Regions from separate parts of the Mus musculus genome. Here region 1 is linked to region 2. Evidence: chromatin contacts called from public Hi-C data. All regions are on one chromosome and are shown on one strand. Each heading gives the region's core, a stretch centred on a gene start, on an enhancer-like site or on the middle of the called end of the contact. The rest is flanking DNA. Distances are from core to core; before and after follow the strand shown. Region 1 holds the start of 1700060C20Rik (RIKEN cDNA 1700060C20 gene). Region 2 overlaps Ctnnbl1 (catenin, beta like 1).

Region 1 (4,004 bases), core at 1,487-3,986, 390 kb after region 2:
TACACCCTGTGGGAGGCACAATTTCCTGGGCTGAGTCCTGGACTTTGTGAAGAGGAGAGAGAGTACTGAAAACCTTATATATTCATTCTCTCTGCTTTCGACTGTGGATGTGACCAGCCAGGATGTGACCAGCCGCCGTGACTCCCGTTGTTGTTAACAGGCTGTACCTTGAAAATCGTGAGCTAAAATAAATCCTCCTTCCCAGGTTGCTTTGGCTGGGGTATTACATCACAGCGTCAGCAATGATGCTGAAATGGTTCCATGGGCTAGATGTTTGATGGCTGCTTCCCCTGCTGGAGGTGCTGTTTTAGAAGGTTCTGGAAAATTTGGAAATAGACCTAGCTGAAGACGGAAGTCCCTGGGGTTGCATGCTTGGGGGCGTGTCATCCCCAGCCACGCCCACTCTCGTGCTTCTGCTTTTCCTGGCTCCGGAGGTGTCAACTGCTTTGCTCCAACGTGCCTCCCGCCACGATGGACCAAACCCTCAGAGACCTTAGCTGAGACAACTCCATCTCCTTCGCAATTTTCTCTGCCCAGTGCTTTGCACAGCAATGCCCATGTGGCTAATGCGAGGCTGAGGACAAGGCTCCACAGGTAGAGAGAGTTTGCCTAGCACGCACAAAGCCCTGGATTTGATCCCCAGTGCTGCATAAAACTGGGCACGGTGGTGAGTGCCTGTGATATGGCACTTAGGATGCGGATGCAGTTGGACTAGACATGAGTTAGAGACTGGCGTACACCAGACGACGAAGAAGAAGGAGGAGGGGAGGGGGAGTGGGGAGGAGGAGGAGAAGTATGTGCCCCTCCTGTTATAAACCTGAGTCTCTGGGCATGGTACAATGGCCTGTCTCTTGCAGTCAGAAGCAGCCAGAGCCACTCAGCAGCAACTGGGCTCAGTTCTGTTCTTGGACAGGTCGGCGCCATCTTTAAAAGGCTATTTAATGATGTTTTCATGTAAGTTTTCCTTCTATTTTTACTGTGTGTTTAGAGTTCTGGAGAGGTTCAGGGGCATGCCGTTTCTCTCCTCCGTGCCAGAATGAGTTGTTAGTATGTGGAGAGGGAGGGAGGGTGGGGAGGGAAGAAGGGAGCTTCTAGTGACAATACCCAGAGGCCACCCTGCCATCTTGCCTCCACTCCCTCAGAAGGTCAGTCCTTCACCACAGTCCACTAGATTTCTCTCTAAAAAAAAAAAAAAAAGCCATAGGGTTCTTCCATAAACTACCAGTTCTCTGATGGATCCTGGGTGGGCATTCTTCAACTCAGGTCAGGGTGGTCCTGTCTTCCTAGAGTCAGAGCTGGATGACGTAGGCCACCAGCTTGGGCTCACAGGACAGTTCCAACTTTGGATGCCAATCACCTGCCTTGATCTGTGACTTGGAGACCCCACGCCCCTCCTTGGGCTTCATCTCTTTGTCGAGACAGATCACAGAACTTGGGAACACACTTGTACGTACAGGCCAACTACAACGGTATAGAGGGATGTCATGATGGGAGCTATGGAAAGAACAAGGCAAGCCAAGAGGCAGAAAGCCTTGTGCCCAGCTGGGCTCTCCATCCTCCTCTGTTCCCAAGGACTGGTGCAGCTTCCCTGACCCAGTCCTTGGACTCTTTACAAAGATCACATAAGGCGGCTCTCACTGGTGAGCCAAAGGCTGTGAGTGACCAGTGTGACTTTCAGCCCCTCTGTCTTCCTTGGTCCACAGACGGGATTTTTAAGGGTTGTTGATCATATTCTCCATTCACACTCAGAGACCCTCTCATCCCCTCTGGAGACCTGCCGGGGTTCCGGAACTGTGAGCCAGGGGCCAGGTGTGGAGACCAACTGGGTGCTTCTGAGTCTATCTCAGCATCACACCCCCATTTCGTGGATGGGGACAGTGAGGCCTGAGGAGGTCAGTGTTCCCCCTCCAGAGTCACCCGAGCCTCCGGGGTGCTGCTGTCCTCAGGGTCCTGCTGGCTCACATGTATTGCGCTATTTTTCAGCTGGGTGAGGGTGGGGCTCTGGGCTGGACGGTTTGTCCTGGGCAGGGAGCCAGCTTACAACCCCTGGGAACAGCACAGCCCTATTTCTTGAGGGCAGACTGTGCCTTGACCCGGACCAGCTGTCCCCTCTACATCTGGAGTGAGCAGTTAGTGGGCTCAGAGTGAGTATTGACTACCCCAGAGTGGGTGGCGCTCTCTTGTCAGGCTCCTTGTTGTCCCAGATGCCACACTGCTCAGATATGTGGGTCCCAGCTCCCTTCTCTCCATCCCTTTCACAGATATCTGCCCTTGAACAAGTCTCCCTATCCAGACATCCACCTTCTTGTCTGGAAAATGGGAGTGTCTCAGAGGATAACTGCAATACCATCGGGACTGAAGTGAACATCAGATGAGGAAATGGCCACGTGGAAAAGCACTGTGCAGGGCCTCAGTTTCCTTCTGGGCTCAGTCCTGTCTCTATCCCCACCTCTGCCAAGATCACACTCAAAGCTTTGCCCCTTCACAGGACTGATGGCTGCAGAAAGGAAAGGTGCTGGGATTTGCTGTGCTTTATAATGCTAAACACTGGCCCCCAAGGTCAGGTCACCCCCAGGGACAAGGAGATCCTCACACACCCCAAATGAGGCTCTGTAACCTTGTTCCTCGAATAAAGATGCCAACATCCTGCAGCTGGATAGAAGAGAGGTAGGCAGGGCTTCCATTCCTAAGTGTGTGTGTGTGTGTGTGGGGGGGTCTGAGGGTCTGAGAGTCTGAGACAGAGACCCATGAGGAGAGAAGTAGAGGAGAGAGAAGATGATTCCGTGGGGTAAGAGATGGTGAGAACTGGCCATGAGGGCTGGGCAGTCTGATAAGAGGGGCCCAGTGGACCATGGCAAGTCATAGCTCAGGGCTATTGACTGGGAAATAGACCAGGTAGCTCAGAGGGTTGGTATCCGCTCAGCTCTAGTGCTGGCTAAGGCTTATTATAAAGGTTTGTGACCTCCAATTAATTTTTTACTACCACAGAAAGGCTTAGTGCTGAGCTTGGTGATCCAGATATCAGTGTCTTGACCCAGCAGGCTTGTCAACCCATTTGATAGATGGGAATATGGAGAGTAGCCTTCTACTGAAAACACCAGGCTAGGGAGCCTGGGTTCAAGGCCACAGCTTTGTGTTTCCCAAGGTGGAAAGGGTTTCCATCCAATCCAGAGCACCCATTTGATAAATAAGGGAGTCTGGCTATCAGAGATAAGGAGCCATTTGCCCAGGGTTGCTTTGACATCTCAGGCTATGATCCTTCAGCTGTCCCCAGCCTCCCGTTTCCTCGGGCAGGAAAGGGGCCCCGAGACAGTGGGGTAATTGGTCACATCGCTGGCCTACTTAAGGGTCTGTATGAGCTCCACTTTTCTTCCCCCACAGCAGGCTATAAACCTTTGCCTAAAGTCCCATGGAGGAACACCACAGCCTCCATCTCTCAGAGCAGCCTCTGGGGACAAGGCTTTGCTATTTGAAGCTGTGGCCACGGGGCTACTTCACATGCATGGGAACTCTTTGCCATGTTTCCACCTTGCCAATAAATTAAGTCCCTGTGGTCTTCAAGAGCCTACTGGGGATTCAGAAAACACAGGAAGCCACATGACTTGGAAAGACAGAGTTGGGGGAGTCAGTAGGGGATTTTGCTGGGGCTCTGAAGAGAGTGCTTCCTGGATATTCCAGGTAACAATAACAGGGGCTGGCGGGGCTGGTGCCAAAGCTATGCATCTAGCTACCATTTAGTGAGCAGTTACTATGTTCCAGTGTCTATCTGAGGAATTCCCACAAGCCAACTCCCAGCAAGCCTCTGAGGCCCTGCAATTTTCAATCTACAAGTAAGGAAACCAAGAAACAGAGAGGTACTTCATTTAGCTAAGGACACACAGCCTGTGACTGATGCAGCCTGGGCAGTCAACTCAACTCAGGTCCTCATGGTTAACCATTCTCTAGGTCTGCTCCTGTTCCACCAGAGGTCCTGGTGTAAGTACAGCCCAGAGAACCAGGACTCC
Region 2 (4,050 bases), core at 158-2,657:
GGTAGGACAGGGAAGAGACCAAGGTGAGAATGAGCTTGGCACCAGGGAGAATGAGAGGAGCCACTTGGTGTGGGGAGTGGTTCTGCGTCCTATAGGCCTCTGTGAAATCGTCTGCATGGGCAGACATTAGGCATGGGATTGGCAAGTGTCTGTCTAGATGTTTAGAACAACCGACAGGCAGCTGTGGGTGGGGAGTGGGAGGGCAGGAATGGAGGCACATATCTCAAGAGGTGACTGTAGGCTTGCTTTTAGTATTATGACTTTCAAAACTTATTTGATCAAGATCCCTTCCACATGTTTGGGGGTTATTTTATTATTTTTTTAAACATGACATTTCTGAAACGCGTTGTGGGTGGAAGAACTCCAATCTAGCTCTTGAGTGTCATGGAGTGGGCCAGGTAGAAAAGGAATCCTCTTCAGACCCTCTCATCTGCCTGTTTCCCTCTTTCCTCCTTTTCTCTTATATCCTTCTTCTTTGGTCAAGTGGAAAAAGATGTCTGATCATGCCCTCAAACCTCCTCATAGTGAGACCTGCTGTTTGGGGACCTGCTAACAAGCAGAAATAACCAGAGACTTATCAGAAACTGCCAGGCCTCAGAGAGACCTCATTTCCAAGGCCAGGGCTGCTCTGGCTGGTGCTTTAATCCCCACGCAGGATTTGTTTTTAGTTTCAGACTTGGTCACAGATCCAGAAAATTGAAGGTAGGCTGGAGGCTGGAGGAAGTAGGCAGAATGCTAATTTGCACTCCTTACCAGCCGACTCCAGAGCCATGCATAATACAAATACTTTCCTAAGGGTTTTCTGAGCTAAATGTATTTTGACTGCTCTCGGCCCTCCTGCAATCAGATAAAATTGTATCTAACCCAACTAAACATTGAGTTTCACACTTTGCAAGCTTAAAAAGTCTGCCTGTTGGAAGTTAGATTTCTGTAACAAGAAAAAAGACTTTCCTCCAGCCAGACACCCACCAACCATATCCACTTGGCTCTAGGATCTAAGTGCTGCTCACCGCCACTGTCCTGCCAGTTTCTAGACAGCAGAGATGGCAAACATAACTAAGAATCAGGGAAAGAGACAAATAATGCAAATAAATAATGCTGCCATCCATCGCAGCAGAAGCCGGCCATGCCGTCTTGTTTGTAGCAGTGACAAGCCATTGCTGCCAAGCAGAGCTGTGACGTTTGCCACTTCTGAATTGGGGGAGATAGGGGAGTTAGTTAGGGTGGTTTAGAAAAAACTAAGTTGTGGATGCTCTGTGCCCCCAGATGTTTTCTGCTTTCTTTGCCATGCATAAATGATTCAGTTTATTAAGGGAAACACTTTAATGTTCTTACTGGCTGTGAGACTTGAGAGCACGATTGTGTATCCCTGGGAGAAGAGGGAGAGCAGCTCATTTTCTGCTGCAGCCCTTCCAGCTCTGGCACCAGCTCCTCTCCAGTGGCTCCGTCCCCATTCCTTCCCCAAGGCATAAGGGAGAGCTCAGAAAGCGTCACTGACTAGCAACTGGGTGTGCAGACAGGCCACAAATTTCAGATTTTCTTCATGTCCAGATGTTGCCCCTGAGTCTCAGAAAGTCCCAGAAAGAGCAGGGGCTGTATTTGTCTTCTCCTCCCTGTCATCCTTAGGCTCTGTCCAACCAGGTCTGTAGAGTGCAGCTCACTGGGCTCTTCCTCCTCCTGTCTGTCTTTCTGTTCTCTGCTCACTGCTGTCCCAGCTCTATGGCTCTGGCCAGGCTGCCTAACCTCCCTGAGCCTTTGTTGTGTGCTCTGTGAGTGAGAGCTGTGAGCTTTATGCCAGGGTAGATGCAACACTGACTGAGAGCACACAGTGACTGCATAAGTTTATTTGGTAAGGTTAGTTTCTCAGGTATCTGTTTGGGCAGAGTTGTTCAAGATCTTAAAGTGAGCCAGGGTCCGTGAAGTAAGGGGCTTGCTAGCAAAGAACTTGGCTTTTTCTTCCCCAGCGAGGTAAATGGCATGGAGTGAGAACAAAACTCGATGCAAACTTGATTGTGGGCATTTTGAGTTGTTCCTTTAGCCAAAAGTAGTGCCCCCTCCCCCCATTTTCCTGCGATTGCTGTAGGATTCTTCTTTATCCTCACTTCCTGTGTAAGGCAAGCAAGGCAGTGGGAAGGGGAAGGGAGGCTGTACCCAGCTCTCCAGTCTTCCTAGATGCCTGATCACAGCTGTCTTAGCTAAAGAGTCTCTTCTCCAGGAGAGAAAACCAGGGCTGCCTTCCCTCCTTCCTTCCCTGCATGCCCTGGGGTTGCCCACAGGCAGTCCCCCAGAACCTGTTGTACAGATGGCAGTGTAAAGGAGGAAAGGCTCTCTTCAAGATTCTAGAAGGAATCCTGACTTTGGTATCGCTCCTTGGCAGATGTGTGTATTCTGTAGCTACTGTGGGTTTCCTACCGACCTCAAAAGGTGACTCAAGTAAGAGCTGGAAGTATGTTTTACCCAATGCCTCATGCCCTGTTTTTCCATCATGTGTAGGTACTGCTGAGGCAGAGCTTGGGGAAGGAGAGGTGGGATGATGACCATGAGAACCTTGCATTCACCAGCTTTGTAACCCTGCCTTTTCCTTTGTGCCACTCATCTCTGGCTTGCCCAGCCGGGGTCAGGACTAACTTGGGGTTAGGAAGCCATTAAGACCCCTTCCTTGCCTCGGAGTGCCTTGAAGAGGCCATGGGTTGAGAGAGCACTGCAGGCTGCCAGTTCTGCACTCAGTTTGCTCATTTGAATGGAGAGCTGTGACTAGGGGAATGGGGACATTTGGGGATTGACCTGTGATGTGTTCTTCTCTTCCTTTGCTTCCTATTCCCGCAGGTGGACGGGCAGGTGGCCGCATTGTTGGTGCAGAATCTGGAGCGCCTGGATGAGTCTGTGAGGGAGGAGGCTGATGGCGTCCACAACACCCTAGGTGAGGGGCTGGCACCAATTAACAACCAAATGGGTTTTGGTTTTTTTTTTTCCCCTATACTCCAAAGCTGCCTTTTAAAAATGAAGACCCATGTGTGCATTTCATGTAACTACAGCTTTGATTTGGTATATAGGCAATAAAAGCTGAAATCCACTAAGTAGGTACCCATCCAAGAGAAAATATAAAATATGCTGGCTCCTAAATTTTATTTTAAGATTTTACTGTTTCTAATTATGTATATATGTATGTTGGGGAGTGTTTGCACATCATTGTGGAGGCCAGGAGATCCTTGTTGGATTTCCTGTGCTAGAGTTAAAAGTGGTAGACCCTCTGATATAGGTGCTGGAAAGCAAACCCAGATCTTTGCAAGAGCAATATGAACACCTCTCCTTAGCAGCCTTTGCCTCCAAAAGTTAAGATGAAATCCTTGTGGGGCCCTTTCTGCCCTAGGAAGCAAAGTTTTAAATTTGTGGGTGATCTCGTGTCAGCTTCCCTCACCCACTTCCTTCAGTGGAGCTGCAGGTGTTTGCACATCTGTGGACATTACAAAAAGGTATTTGCATTGAAAGAGCCAGTGTTTCCTTGTCTTTGGTACAGACGGCTTGGCTAAGTGAGTTAAAATACTTCCAGCGACTCTGCTGCCCGAGTCCCATTCATTTCAGTGCATTCTTCTACAGTCCTTTCCTTCTCCCTCAAATCTCTCCAGCTTCTCCCTTCGCACAGTTGCCATATTTAAAGTCATGCCTTTGGGCAGGCCGCTTCCTCCCTGGCTGCTATTGTGTTAAACCAGCGGTGGCATCTTTGCAAGCTGAGCTCCAGCAATGAAGGGGGCCGAGCTGAAACAGGAGTTTCTATGAGATTAGTTTCCCTCCCGGCTCCTCTGTGCTTACTGCAGATCTCCCTTGTAGTGCTAGACTCTTCAGTGTGGATTATTGTAAAGAAGAGGGAAGATGGGCACCCAGGGAGTATGAGAGGGGAACACGACAGCCTGCGGTTGGGAGCTGGCTCTAGTGCAGAGGCAGAAGTTGGCATTGCCATCTGTCAGCCTAATGCTGGATTTTGCAACATGGAAAGCTTATCAAAAGTCTTAGCTGGCTGTTCATAAAAAGGCCCTGGTGTGGTAGGAAAGC

Evidence for each region. Hi-C and Micro-C count contacts between places; a contact is called where the count stands out from the background.
Region 1: a Hi-C map of cortical neurons shows a contact between it and region 2, with 1.9 times the contacts expected there. The contact joins the promoter of 1700060C20Rik here to the enhancer-like site in region 2. A contact is called at or near these places in 1 of 39 promoter capture datasets (hippocampal neurons), 1 of 15 datasets of contacts at CTCF or cohesin (the NIH/3T3 cell line), 1 of 484 Hi-C or Micro-C datasets (cortical neurons) and 1 of 9 other capture datasets (embryonic stem cells).

The regions. Positions count from the first base shown.
Region 1 is chr2:158,189,272-158,193,275 of GRCm38.p6, forward strand. It overlaps 1700060C20Rik (RIKEN cDNA 1700060C20 gene), which reads left to right and starts at 2,737. Exons shown (of 3, transcript NR_036606.2): 1 at 2,737-2,788. It also overlaps a transcript of D630003M21Rik not described here.
Region 2 is chr2:157,803,849-157,807,898 of GRCm38.p6, forward strand. It overlaps Ctnnbl1 (catenin, beta like 1), which reads left to right. Exons shown (of 16, transcript NM_025680.4): 6 at 2,827-2,920. Among named protein-coding and RNA genes, the nearest start is that of Ctnnbl1, 68 kb to the left of the region's middle. Within about 2 kb of position 1,408, at least 21 of the 459 cell types and tissues checked have an H3K27ac peak or open chromatin away from gene starts, as enhancers often do. A contact at or near this core is called in cortical neurons, where this site is marked.